2 separate regions of the Capsicum annuum genome follow, and region 1 is linked to region 2. Evidence: chromatin contacts called from public Hi-C data. All regions are on one chromosome and are shown on one strand. The core of a region is the stretch at or near the end of the contact, and the rest is flanking DNA. Distances in the headings are between cores, read along the strand shown. Region 1 holds the start of LOC107863383 (protein PSK SIMULATOR 1). Region 2 overlaps LOC107863382 (cleavage and polyadenylation specificity factor subunit 1).

Region 1 (7,448 bases), core at 728-3,227, 61 kb after region 2:
AGTGTAAAATATGAACATTTAGGCTCCATTTTTTTTTTTAAGATTTAGACGTCTGAATCTGAATGCACATCCGAATGATTAAGATGTTGTCTCTAGATCTGAAAACTGAATGATTAAGACTGTTTGTTTTTCAACATCTGAATCAAAAAGGGCAGCCCGATGCATTAAAGCTACCGCTATGCGCGGTATCCGGAAAAAGGCATTAAAGCTACCGCTATGCGCGGTATCCGGAAAAAGGCTCCACCACAAGGGTGTATCGTACGCAGCCTTACCTTGTATTTCTGCCAGAGGCTATTTCCAAGGCTTGAACCCGTGACCTCCTGGTCACATGACAACAACTTTACCAGTTACTCCAAGGCTCCCCTTCTGAATGTGTAAAAAAAATTATTTGTATACATATTAAAATAAAAAATACAATTCAAATAAAAATTTAATTATATATTAAAAAATATGTAATTTAATACAACTAAATTATTAGTATTTGATTGAGAAAAAACATTTATGTTTGTTAGTGATAGTAGAGATGGCTTATAATGATAGTTGTGGAGACAATGATTGATGTTAGTGATTAATAATGTTGGTGGTGATAATTGTGATGGTTGGTATTCTAATGACTGTTATGGCGGTGGCGATTAATGGTGGTGGTTGTTGTTGTGATGTGACGTTGCTTGATGTTAGTAGTTTAAGGTGTTGATTGTGTTAGCTGAAACATGAATGCATGATGATTGACGATGTGTTGGTGCTAGTTAGAGATGTTATTTACTGTGATGGTGGAGATGATTGTTAGTAGAGATAAATTGTAGCGATGGTACTGGTTGAAGTAGTGGTAGAGGTGGCGTTACTAGTGACAATGGTGGTGACGACCAAAGAATGTATAAAGGTTGTGATGTATTAGTGGTAGTTAGTGGTGGTGCTAGTTGTAATAGATGAGTTGGTTGGTAGTAGGGATTGACCGATAGTAGTTGCTGATTGTGGTGTTGTTGACGGCAGTGGTGACGGTGAATATAATTAGAATAAAAGAAGTAGTAGGTATGATAACAGTATTTTTTATCGATGGTGGTTGTGATGGTGGAGGTGGTTGGTGGTGGTAGATGGTGGTGGTGGTTGACAATGGTAACGGTGGCAGAGGTGGTTAGTGATGGTGACTGCTGATTATGAATAGAGTGGTGAATATTATCCAACACCAGAATATCCCTTCAGACCTATTAAGACTTGGATGTAGATCTGAATGATTAAGACCTATTCAGACCTCTTAAGAGTTAAAACCTTAATAAAAAACAAATATATTTTATGGTCTGAAGTCTGAACCATTCAGATTTAGACCTCCATTAAGTGCAAACAAATGAGGTCTTAGCCCACCTAATTGAAAAATAGACAATGTGATGGAGTTTGAAATTCTACAAGTTTTTCAATATATTGTCATGAAGTTTTAAAAGCAATTTAACAATTACAAGACGGAAAAATGGCTATCCCGCACCATTACAACATATTCCCTCATATTTCTTTTTACTTGTCACGTTTATTTTTTTCCTTTAGAGTTAAATTATGTGAATTTTGAACAGTATTGTACAATGTATTATTTCATCAGGTTAATATGAACCAAATGCAACTATAGTATTTTTGAATGTATGCTTGATTTTCGTCAAATCTCTTTGATCATCTTAAAAAATAACCAGAATTTTATCTTGATATGATAAATAGTGAGGCCCGCCTGCAAAGTGTAGTTTTCTTACAATTTTGAAGTAGACTATTTCTTGAGTTTTATCTCCCAAATTTTTCACTCTAAAGTATTAAATTAGTTTAATTCAATTTAGTTTTTGAAAATGATCGAATTGATTTTCCTAAGGTGAAATATGATAGGTGAAAGTGAGCGATAGAGCATTTACACCGAGACTCTGAATTTATACCGAAAGACGAAAGTAGATTAATATATGGTTTATAGTTGGAAAACAAAAGAGTAATGAATACCACTTCCATTTGATAGCAAGTGGACATCAAGTTGAAAGAGACAAATTACCCTTTTGCTTAGTAATTTAAACCACGCTCTGTCATTGAATCTGGGACTTTCCCACTAATATTTTTATTCCATCAACATGATATCCTATATCCCGCCCCTCCCACAAATACAAATCTCTATATTCACAGTAATGTCTCTGATTTTTTCTTAATAGACGTATCTCTAATGCTCTCAACATCCCACGAGCCTTCAAAGCACTTTGCATTTATCATCTTCTTCTCCACACCCTCCATTCTCCAATTATTTCCCCTTCTAGTCGTCCCTTTCTCTTTGTTTTCCTCTCGACTCTCTCTCATTTAACCCATTCCATTTCTCCTTCTTAGTACTCCTTACTCAAAAACCCAATTTACATTATTCTAAATATTAGTCATGGCACTTGAAACATGGTTAATTAAGGTGAAAAAAACTATAGCACACAGTTTGGATACAGTGCGATCAACCAGTGCGCCGCGCCCAAAGCTCGCGGCGATCAAGAAATCCAGTGTTGGAGTTTTAGCATTTGAGATCTCTGGTCTTATGTCAAAGCTTCTACATTTATGGCAATTTCTGTCAGACAAGAACATGATCCGTATCCGCAATGAGTCAATCTCCCTGGAAGGCGTACGCAAGATTGTATCAAACGATGACGCCTTCCTTATTGGCCTTGTCTGTGCAGAAATTGTCGAGAATTTAAGGCTGGTTGCCAAGTCTGTTTCAAGAATCAGTAAAAGATGTCAAGATTCACATCTCAGGAACTTTGATCGTTACTTCAATGAATTCTCAAACACGGGCCGTGATCCTTACAACTGGGTTCTTAGCTTGAAGGACATGGAGTCAAAAATCAAGAGAATGGATCAGTATGTTACTACTACCGCCTTGCTACATCGACAAATGGATGAGATTTCAGTTCTTGAGAATAGTTTAAGGAAAGCTTCGAATTCCCAGTTCAAAGATTCTGATATTTCAGTTAAAGAACAGAAGATTCTTGAACTGCGACAGAAGTTTCTGTGGCAGAAACAAGAAGTTAAGTACCTGAAAGAAAGATCTTTATGGTGTCGTAGTTTCGATACAGTAACGTCTCTGCTTGCTCGATCCATTTTCACTTCTCAAGCAAGGATCAAATTTGTTTTTGGTATGAGCAATGGATATCCAAATTCTCTCCCACGTAGTCTCTCTGCTTCAGCAACTGTTTATCCTTCAGAAAACCATAACACGTGCAATTTCGTGTCTGGGCCATTGGTGAATCCACCAATACTTCATGACAAGAATGTTTCAGATCATGATTTTTTCGAGTCTAATACTAAGGTACTTAAACCACCTTCGAGTACTTTGGGTGCGGCTGCACTTGCTCTACATTATGCTAATTTGATCATTGTTATGGAAAAAATGATACGATCACCACAACTAGTTGGTGTTGATGCTAGAGATGATTTATACTCCATGTTGCCAAATAGTATACGATCATCGCTAAGATCAAGACTAAAAGGCGTTGGATTTTCGGCTAGTGATCCAGTTCTTGCTAGTGAATGGAAAGATGCCCTGCAGAAGATATTAGGATGGTTGTCACCTTTGGCACATAATATGATCAAATGGCAAAGTGAAAGGAGCTTTGAACAACAAAATTTAATTCCAAAAACTAATGTCCTCTTGCTGCAGACTTTGTATTTTGCAAATCAAGAAAAGACTGAAGCTGCCATAACAGAGCTGTTAGTGGGGTTAAATTATATTTGGAGGTTTGAAAGAGAAATGAATGCTAAGGCGTTGTTTGAGTGTACCAACTTCAACAACTTCTTGAATTTGAAGCGTTCAAGTAATTAAGCCTTCCAATTTCTTCTAAGTAATTTTCTTTGATTTCATTAATAGATATATAATTTGAAGGATTGTTAGATGGAAACTCCTTTAAAAAATCTGTGAGGGGTATGTTTTGTTTTAACCCAAATCTGTATATCAGTTGTAGACTACTATAAGATTGAGTCAAGATTTTCAAGCCCATCGAGATCCGAGAAATGTTGTATGAATAATTTTGCATTTTGCAGGCATGTGAACATATTCTTTAGATGCTATAATTGTGGTAACACATGGAATCCAGTTTGATTAGGTCCTAGCTTACAAATCTGAGAAAATATTGTTTACTTACATTAGAATTAAAGAATACTAGTAGATGATACTTACAAATTAAAGAAGTTGGTTGCTGATATGATTGGTAATAGACTAGTGGTCCCTCATTTATGTTGAGTAGGAAGATTAAACAAACAAATTCCTACTTTGGATACTCATGTAGGATCTGATCTTTTTTTGGCTTCAAACTGTGATTACATAAAATTCTCTTCTAACCCCACGCACCTTCCAAAAAAAGTGAGTTTAACTTCTAACAAGTATGTAAATTCTTTTTTACTCATAATAAGTAGAACTAGTTTTATGAAACTAATTATCTGAAAAATCAGATAAACAACCTGCTATAACAAGTTAGATTAGGCAAGCTGTTGGCGAAAAAATCTTTACACTACCGGTGCATATGCATAAAATTCAAAGGGAGTAATGAGTGCTCTAATGCTAAGTTGTGCGGACTCTTCATTTTCAATGTTGCATTATTTTTGGAGAATCCAACATGCAACTGTTGAGATTTTTGAAAAGTCCAAGTAACATAACTCTAATAGAGTTCAATGAGACGGGCAGCAACAAAGTGAACATGCACGAAAACAGGGACAAGAGTTTGCCATATCCTGTGAATGGGGTAGGCCATTGTTGTATTTCACTCTGTCCAAATGGATATGCACAAAAAAGAGTTGAAATGGGACCTTGGAAAATTTATTACCTGGAAAACATGGAAACAAGCAACTTGTGATATGCATACATTGCTGGGGAGACTGATCATAAACTTATTAAAGCCATTGCCTTGTTTATTGTGGGGTGACCCCACTTCTTGAATTGCCTAATATTTTTATTTAGGTTTTAATGCATCAACTTATGAGTTGGTGGATCAGAATATTCAAGATCACATAGTTGGGATTGAATTTTGATATTGTGACATCCACCCTCTCATCTCTCCATTAATTTTTTTCTTTTCTAAATTTCCTCTCCACCCCAAAATTTTCCCCATTGATTTCTTTTTTGTTGCGCTTTCACAATCTTTAGCTGTTGACACAAGATAAACTGGTGTGATATGATTTACTGGTAAAGTATCTCCACACTTGTGTTAAGGAGTTAGAAAATTTCTAATCATATGATTTCTCGTTGAATAGGTTAAAAACTCGTGAGCTATTTCATATCTTAATTATTGGGTTCGAAGGAACCCCATTCGATACCCCTGATCCTCCCCCTAAGAATAACATTTTATAGAGAAAATTTGACTCTTTGATCTAGAACTACATTCTATTCGGGTGATCGAGGTGCATGGGTTGCCATTTTAGTTGCTTCTATTTAAACTTTAACCAGGGTTTGCATATTATATGTATTGCAAATTTATTCAACACTTCTAAAAAAGTATAAACTGTGCAATTTAAATTTAAGGATAAAATTTTATGACATATGCATCATTTTGACCACGAAATAGTAAGAAAACTACGTTAAAGTGATCACTATATATGACTATTGCTTCTTTCTTGTTCCTTCTTATAATTGAGCTTTAGGACCCAAATCTAAAGTTTGAACTTGTAGCGATTCAATTGGTCATTAGTGTTGGGTTATTGAGTCTTTTTTCCTTCCTATGTGGATAAATGGAGCCAATTTGGACCAACCCACTTTTGCCCATAGGCCCATTACTATGGGGCATATATATTAATCTTTTTAGGTCTTATTCACCATCACAAAAAGAGAGTTTTCAGCAACCAAAGAGAGAAAAACAAAATTGATTTTCGTACCTAAATTCCAGTCACAGCTGTTTGCGATTCCCGCTTCGTTTCTTGTCTGATTGAGTTGATTTTTGGACTTCTTGTTCCTCTCATATCAATCTTTGATTAGAAAATGACGGAGCTTGATTTGGTGGCCTGTAGCTCCTGTTCTTCATTCCCGAACAGTAGCTGCATTTTTTGTGCTTTCACTCCTTTATTTCTCCAGTGTTTGGTGTTGTGGTTTATGTATTGTTTCTTGTTGTTTAGCACTTGTTTTGTGGCCATTTTGGAGAAAAATATTGTAACTACTTGGTGATTATAGTGAAGGTTTGGTCCCGTGGTTTTTACTGTTCACACTGAAGGGTTTTCCACGTAAATTTAGTGTCTTCTGTGATTGTCTTTGTTCTTGTCCTATCGTATTTGTGTAGTAATTTATTTGCTACCATATTACTTTGTTTTGCTTGATTTGCTTGTCTTCTCTTAGTTCAAATTGGAAGGGAAAGTTTAGACTTGGGTATTCTTTCGCTGCTACCTTGTCGGGTTCTTTCATAGTGCCCCTGTCTTTCCCAACAAAGTGGTATCAAAGCGTTGGTTGTTATTGATTGTTGATTTGAATGATGGAGGCAAATATGAGCAAGATGGTGTGTTTGAATGATAGTAACGATCATACTTGGAAAGGCAAGATGAACGATTTTCTATTTGTCAAGAAAATGCATCTACCTGTGTTTGTGTCTACTAAACCTCAATCCATGAAAGATGAGAATTGGGAATTTGAGCACTTACAAGTTTGTGGTTTTATCAGACAATGAGTTGAAGGTAATGTTAGAAATTATATTGTGAATGAGACACATGCTAGAAGTTTGTGGGACAAGTTCGAGATACTTTATGCTTCGAAGATTGGCAATAACAAGTTGGTCTTGCTTAAGCAATTGATGAATATCAGGTATAAAGAGGGCAGTCCTATTTTTGATCATATAAATAATTTTCAGGGTGTCCTTGACCAGCTGTCCGAAATGGGTGTAAAGTTCGATGAAGAAATTTATGGACTTTGGCTTCTTAATACTCTGCCAGACTCTTGGGAGACTCTTTGAGTTTCTTTGACTAATTCTGCTCCTGGTGGTGTTGTAACTATGAAATATGTTAAGAGTGGTGTCTTGAATGAAGAGATGAGAAGAAGATCTCAGGCCTCATCTTCTTTATCTTCACACTCTGATATTTTGATTACTGAAGAGAGGGGGAGAAACAAGTCCAGAGGTCCGAATAATAGAGATAAAACTATAAGCAAGTCGAGGTCCAAATTGAAGAATGTTACATGTGACTATTGCAACAAAAAAACGTATATCATGAAATATTATTACAAGCATAAGAGAGATATGAGACGGCAAAAGAACGAAGGCGATAATGAAAATCGTGTTGCAGTTGTTGCTAATGATGATCAACTTGTTGCTTGTGGTGAGAATGCCATCAATCTTGTTCGTGATGATTCTAGCTGGTTTGTCGATTCTGGTGCTACTTCTCATGTTACGTCAAAGAAGGAATTATTTTCTTTTTATACTCCAGGTAATTTTGGAATGTTGAAAATGGGTAATAATGGTAAAGTTAAAGTACTTGGCATTGACACT
Region 2 (7,942 bases), core at 1,423-3,922:
TTGTATGCCCACACATCCACCGCAATATCCTCATCCTAAGTTGGCTAGACGAGTTCACTCTAATAGCATTTCTACGTCCAATGTCTAGGATCAGTTGAAAACCCACAAGACTTTCTGATGTAGGTTCACTATAACTTTTCCATCTGATACAAAATTGGATACCTTCAACCTGAGTGTTTGGATTTTGTTTTCTCTATTCAGCTCCCCCCACCTTATTGGTGTTATTATTAAATTTTTTGGTGCTTTCTTTCCTTTGGGTTGGAGAAAGGTGGATGAGTTTGCTACGATATGACTATTCTAATGCATGAAAAAGATGCAAATCAGCATTTGCCACTGAGCATGTCGTTAGCAAATTCAGTTTTGAGTCACAGAAATTTATACTTTCCAAGAATGATCTATAGAGAAGTTTGTGACTGCAATGTAGTCATGGAAAGTATATAGCTGTTCGTACTTGCAATAGTTATTCAGATATATGTTGGCCTGTATCATCAATCTTGCATATAGCATTCTGATTAGGTATCTAGCACAAGGGGCTAATGTCTTTTGTTACTTCCCACTGCTATTATCTTTAGCTATGGCTTGAAGACCTGTAATGTTGTTCAAATTTAATCATTGGATATCTGACTCTAATTTGTTAATATTGCTTAAATGTAGATATTCTACTATGCTCCAAAGGTGTCAGAAAGTTGGAAAGGGCAGAAACTTCTGTCCAGGGCTGAGTTCCATGTTGGTTCTCGCATTACAAAGTTCTTACGCTTGCAGTTGCTTCCCACTACATCTGAGCGAACTGCTACTGCTCCGGGGTCTGATAAAACAAATCGCTTTGCTTCAGTGTTTGGCACGCTAGATGGCAGCCTCGGCTGTATAGCCCCTCTTGATGAACTTACTTTTCGTAGGCTTCAGTCCCTGCAAAAAAAGCTTGTCAGTGCTGTTTCCCATGTTGCTGGACTAAATCCTAGATCTTTCCGCCAGTTCCATTCAAATGGAAAAGCTCATCGGCCTGGTCCAGACAACATAGTTGACTGTGAGCTGCTATCCCAGTAAGTAGTCTCTGGAACCATGAACTATCTAGCACTTCTTTATAGTTTACTCAAAAGTTGTTTTATGTGTTGCCACTTCCCTGTTTAGACAGTTGAGTATGTACCATATTATGTTTGGTGGTACCTTCTCAGAAAAGAAATTATTTTTGATGTTGAGTGAAGAGAAGTATCTTTTCTTCGGATGAGATCGAAGAGCTCCATGCCTACAATAAGTTGTCCTTGAAGACTGATTGGGGGTACTCTAAATCTCACACTCGTTCCTACACGGACATACAAGTCTCGGACAAGATTAAAAGGTCTGGCTAATACATGACCTAATATACTTTCAGGAAAATAGATGACTTAATAATCGTGTAACAACACTAAAATTACCAGTTTCAAAAAAAATAAAAATAAATGTGTAACAACACCTAGGCATTGATTCTAACTGTCTAGTTTAATTTTCCTCTATATGATTTTTAAGTCTATCTTGTCATCTTCCATTCTCATAGTATCATAGGGAGGCCTATGGAGGACATGACTAAATCTACTCTTCTGACCTTCTCCAAGGCTCACCAACGAGACTCGTGGTCTTGATGTTGTGATGAAGTGGAATATATATGAACTGTTATTTGTGAAATTTTTGATATGCGCAGTCTCGCAAAATCTTTTTAACAACGTTGGTCAGCTATAGACTTATAGTAGCATCTGAATTTGTATCATTAGTGTATATATCTTGTTCATTTTGCAGCTATGAGATGCTCCCATTGGAGGAACAGCTTGAGATAGCTCAGCAGATCGGAACCACACGGATGCAAATAATGTCAAACTTTAATGACTTGATCTTGGGTACAAGCTTCTTATAATGTAGCTCTAACGAGGACGTATAGATCAGAAACTAATGTTGCTAATTGAGGCAGTGGGGAACTGGAGCAGTTTAGAAGTCATCTTCGACCAGTTAAAAGTCTTCAGTAATCATCCTCATGGAACTAAGGCGGCTTTAACACCTAACAGCTGTTTCCTCCTGTATCATGAATCCGAAGAACGTTAAAGGAATCATCATTCTTGTCAAGAGCAGCAGCTGCTTCTTAATGGGATTACCCAGAATTCTTGGTTCGCTGTTGTTACCGATGGGTGTACATTAATTAGGCGTATCAACCCGAGGACCATTTATTATGTACTGCTTAAGATGTTAGGTGATGCTTGATCTTCTATAACCCATCATTGCTAACATTGTAGATTATATTATGATGTGTAAGGTTAGTAATACAAAGGGGATGCAGAGCAGAGAGGAAGCCGTTCCAGGTTGATCTTAGATGAAACGAGGTGGTGTACTTGAGGTGATTTTTTGCTCATCAAAACCTGAAATGTAAGCAGTCGAAAATTCTAATTTGTTGATTCTGCTGGTTAACAGTTTGGACCTATGTATAATTTCTAACACGTAGGATATTTTGAATCATCAAGAATATCACTTTCTATTCCAGTTTTTCCTCATTTTCCTTGAAGCATCCTGTGTTTGTAATTAATTGTACGACTACATACAGATTTTACACCGCAGAAAACTGACGTGTGATGGATGGATTAGTGAGAAAGCGCTTGAATCCAAGAAGGAACCCTTGTCCCTTGTTTTGTTCTGTATCCCTTCCTAACTAATGATTGTTAAAGTAGTTCGAAGTTTGGGTTACAGTGTTGGTCGTGTGTGCGCTCAAGATGGTGATGATGGAGGTGAACATTTGGAAACAGTTGGCCTATGGCCAGTCTTAAAGAAGAAAAACATTAGTCTTTATTGCCATGACATCTTAAAAGAGGAGTGGGGTTTAATAGACGCATTACCAAATACTTCTTAGATTGACTCCAACCATACTGAGGTAAAATGGTTCTGCCTGAATATTTATAGGACACGCAGTACTTTTTTCCAAAACAGAAAAAGATGTAATGCAATTGTCTATGAACCTAATAGATACCTGATTATTCATGGTATTTTTACCTAAATCTTACACAAACCTTAAAGCAACATTAAGCTACCAAAATAGATACAGCTAAAAGCCACGACTCCCCACCACTTTTTCCATGAAAGAAAAAAAAAGGAAAAGGAAACGACTAGAAATAAAAAGAAGTCAATATCCATTCATGTAGTTTGGGACAAATGCTTTTGGAAATGTCTAGAAAAAGAGAGACAAAATGCGATGGAGATGAGTGAACTTATAGATAGCATATGGCCTCGTGGTCTCTTCTCCCATGATTAGTTTCTTCCTCTTTTTCCACATTGGAGTCCCATTCATATTACATTATTGTATATAGTCCCAAGTCACTAGATATTGTTGTTATATCTCTTTCAAATGCTACCAAAATAGCCCATCACGAAGTGGACTCTCTAACTCTGAAAAGATCTTAAATTTTGGTCCCATCAAAGGGATATGTGTGGGAAGCAAGATTATCCAGTTGTACTTGAGATAGAGAGAAGGGAGAATTCTATGTTTTAGGATGTACGTGCAATTAGGAATCCTTAATATAGTTTACTAGCATGTACGTGTGTTTTTCAAAATCAGTCGAATTCAGCAAAAACATCAAAATATATAAAGAACTAACAAAAAGTGCATTAGGTACCTTGGTGGATAATACCATGAAACTAGTTATCGTCTATCTTTTTTTCCCCCCTCTTTTCTTTTGTTAACGCTATTTTCAACGACTTAAGCAATTAGCACATTTATTTTAAAAAAAAAAAAAACATATTTACGCATATCATCAAGTAATTCCCTAAGTATAAAGCTTAATGAAAAATTTCAGCCGTTGTCATATTTGCTGCAGACGATATCAAAACTTTTCATGTCGTGAAATGTCATGATGATTGGGTACTTAGTCCTTACAATAGGGAAAGGGCAATTGGTGTTTTTCTAAACCTAGTTAAAACAGAAGTGGAGTGTTAAGTTTTACAAGTAGGTCACCCCAATTGTGGTGGGATGAATAGGATCTCTCCATTATCAATCAGAGGCTCTCTCCATTATCAATCAGAGGCCTCGAGTTTGAACTGGAGAATGAGGATTTTTCTTTGGTAGAAAGCATTTTCCTATTTAATAGGCTCTATGCAATGCGAATCCGAATTAGTTGAAAACTCTGAAGCAGATACAAACACTTGATCGTATATAAAGAAAGTTCCACATTGATTAGTGGAACATGCATTATGGTTTCTTTACGTGGTCTTGGGCTATTTTTCCTCATTAGCTAATTTTCTTAAGTTGCATTAGGCGTACAATCAATTTTTTTGACATAGAAAAATACAATTGACAGTCATTGACAAAGAAGTTATATATATTAGGATTCAAAGTCGTGACACTGAGATTTGACAAGGAAAATAAAAAGAAGACGTTATTATTACACTGTTCCATTGAAGAAGAAAGATAGTAATGCATGCTGCTTATGGAAAATTTTATGCCTTCCTATATGACTCACACGCCAAAATCAATTTATGTCAAAAGTAGTTTTTGCTTTTACGCATGCCCTTTGTCTTCACTTTATTTATTTATTTGTACCTAAAGGGAGAATATAACATTTTGGTCAATGTCCTTTTCTGGATACATTTCACATGCAATTTATTTCTTTTCTATCTTTTTTAAGTTTATTTTCATAAAGGTCAGATATTTGCCTAATTTCTTTTGTATAAAACCCATTTTAACTTTGAATCCTTCATCCCTCCTAAATGTTTGATTGGGATTTGACAATGGTGTGATCGACAAAATTATCACTTTGGATCCTCCCAACAATTTGGTGCTATTTGTAATTCCCCCTATATAATTTTGAGAAAGAATTTTTATTTTATTTTGATGAGTTATACATGTGTGTGAGTTGGTAAGTATATTTTTGGTTGATAATCCATGGGTAATTTGTCGCTACAAATTAAATGATACCTTTACTAAAAAGGTTTACTTATGTATATTACGAGTTAAAAATAATAAAATGCATGATAAATACATGAGTTTAACCCCCTTGACTTTTATCGGAGCGTGATCTACAACCTATTTTTACAAAAGTCAAACGGAATAGTTTCATAACTCGATCTCCTTTTAGGTTTGACTTAATAATATTAACTTTCTCTTGTGGTTTATGATATTACTCTTATCTTCGTAGTCTCTGGTGGTGGTACCTAGCTTTTCCGCTGTATCAAAATACAGGTTGGTAAGTTTGATCGGCAATCCACTAGTAATCTGTTTGCTAAATTCTTGATAGAAAATCTTTTGACTTGCCAATTTTGGTTGTTGTCATGGGTAATTCGCGATTTCTGGCAGTGTATATAAATAATAAAGTATCACAATCGAATTTAATGAAATTGAACTTTGAATTATTTTTCATAAATCCGTAAGTTTCACACGTATAAATAATAATTATGATACGTGCTAATTTGTTTTCATTCCAGCAAAATACCGACCAGACCTACTTATTAGTAATATAATATATATATGTATGTATGTATGAATATGTATATGTATGTATATATATATGTATACTAGTTTATGTGTACGCGCCTTGCACGTGTACCTCACTTTAATGAGTTCAAACATTACATACATTAAATAGGATATTTGCTTAGATAATAAAGATGAATATAATAATTAAATTTAATATCTTTTGAGTATGTAAAGATGGAGAATTTATTTATTAAACCTAATCTTTACTAAAAATATTTTTAAAAGTCGATCGACATTCATCTATACCATCTGTAAATTGCAACAAAACAATACAATGATAGAGACATCAAAATAATACAATTAAATCTAATCTTCACACACAATTTTTTTCTCAAAATTGTCCGACACTCATCTACCATCCGTAAACAATAACAAAATACTACGATAATAGAGATATCAAAATAATACAACTAAATCTAACCTTTACATAAAAAAATTTCTCAAAGCCGACCAACATTTATCTATCACCTGCAAACTGCAATAAAATAATACGATAAAAGTGATATCAAAATAATACAATTAAACTTAAATTTTACACACAAAAAATTCTCAAAGCCGATCGAGATTCATCTACAAACTGTAAAATACCACAAAATAAACAACTAATAGAGATATTACGATAATAAAATCAAACCTAATCTTTATCTAAAAATTTTTTTCAAAGCCGACCTACATTCATCTAGCATCTGCAAATTAAAATAAAACAATAAGATAATAAAGATATTAAAACAATACAATTAAACCAAACCTTTATACAAGAAATTCTTCAAAGTAAACCGATATTCATCTACGACCTGTAAACTATAAATATATATATATAATAGTGATCGCAAAGCTTCGATTTTGATTCAACTAATTCTTGTCTAAGCGAAAATTTTGACTCTAAAGAATGATTTTGAATGAAAACAAAGAAGATATCTATCTATCTATCTATCTATCTCTCTCTCTCTATATATATATATATACATGTTGAATTCTATTATGCTGACAAAAACAGTAAAAAAGTTGAGGGTTAGAAAATCAAGCATCCAACAATCTAGACATTCAATCGAATCAAGTTAGATGAGCATCAATCATATTCTACCAATAGTCAAACTAGTTTGTTCTCTAGTTTAACGTACATCTCAGTATTTATAGAAGTATTTTCTTAATAGAGTCCTATTTTAGGAGTATTTTTCTAATTGAACAGTAGAAAGAAAAATATTAATTAATTCTCCTACCATATATTTTAGGAGTCCCATATATTTTAGAAAGTCTAGTAGAAAGGAAAATATTAATTAATTCTCCTACCATATATTTTAGAAAGTCCAGTTAATATAATAAAAAATAATTAAATAATGAATTTAAAAATAGTGAAAAGATAGTTTTGTCTAAAGAAGAGTTTTTTAATTAAGGGTAAAAAGTTCAAATCACTTTTTTAAAAGTTTCACACTTTTAATATATTATATATCATAGATTATAGATTAAACATGAAGAATAAACATATAAAAAATACTCTGAATGCCTCCCGTGGTTCTTTTATGTTTTTCTGTTGTTCCGCACTTGCATGCAAAGAAATAACAGTGGATATAATTCCACAATTTTAAAAGAGAAACAAAAATAATAAAGGTTATTCGAAATGAAAATTTATTTTACAACTGACATTTTAGTATTTATGTTGTCTTTGCTCTATAATATAACCTTTTTTTTTCGAATTTCTGACTAGCTTTTCCATATATATAATTTCAAATTGCCTCTCGTCACGAGGGTGAATAAAAATAATTAGCGTGTTCAAAGTTCATTTCACTATTGATTTTTAGAAGTTCTTGATTTTTGTTCATTCACTTAATTACTTTTAGTTTTGATTTGCTTTAATATACAATCAATTGAACAATTACCAAAGAGAAGTCAAGATGCAGTATTCACTACTTAAAAAAAAAAAGAAAGATGTGGTCGGTTTTCCTCAAATTCCGACCACAAAATCGACCAAAGTGCGTGGTCGATAAAATTGTGGTAGCTTTTTACAAAACCGACCACTTGTGGTAGGTTTTTTAAAAAATATATTTATATTTTTAAAATTCATTATTATTTTATTAAAATAGAAAAAAATAATTTTAAAAATAAAAAAATTCAAAATAAACCGACCACTTTTTTAAAATTAATTAATTAATTTTAATAAAATGGACTACTTGTGGTCGATTTTTCTGAGAATCTTTTAAAAAAAACAAAAAGCAACAAATGAAATAATACAATACAATAACAACAAACCAAATGTATTCCCACTCAACATATAAAATGGCACTACAATACATACAAAATGTCCAACAAAAGTGTAAAAGTGTAACAACTACAACAATACATACAAAAGTGTAAAAACTACAACAAAATGTCCAAATCCAAAGTAAAACATATACTAAAGTCAAAAAACTAAAACTCATCTTCATCATCAACGTCCTCGTCTTCCGCATACTCATCTGAGCT

The links. Hi-C and Micro-C count contacts between places; a contact is called where the count stands out from the background.
Region 1: a contact with region 2 is called in a Hi-C map of bud, with 4 times the contacts expected there. The contact joins the promoter of LOC107863383 here to the enhancer-like site in region 2. A contact is called at or near these places in 3 of 5 Hi-C or Micro-C datasets (bud, leaf and placenta).

Annotation. Positions count from the first base shown.
Region 1 is chr3:186,574,329-186,581,776 of UCD10Xv1.1, forward strand. LOC107863383 (protein PSK SIMULATOR 1) reads left to right here and starts at 1,978. Exons shown (of 1, transcript XM_016709277.2): 1 at 1,978-3,986. The coding sequence starts at 2,387. The coding sequence ends at 3,814.
Region 2 is chr3:186,513,034-186,520,975 of UCD10Xv1.1, forward strand. LOC107863382 (cleavage and polyadenylation specificity factor subunit 1) reads left to right here. Exons shown (of 26, transcript XM_016709275.2): 25 at 655-1,040; 26 at 1,771-2,502. The coding sequence ends at 1,885. Among protein-coding and RNA genes, the nearest start is that of LOC107863382, 41 kb to the left of the region's middle. Within about 2 kb of position 2,673, at least 5 of the 5 cell types and tissues checked have an H3K27ac peak or open chromatin away from gene starts, as enhancers often do. A contact at or near this core is called in bud and leaf, where this site is marked.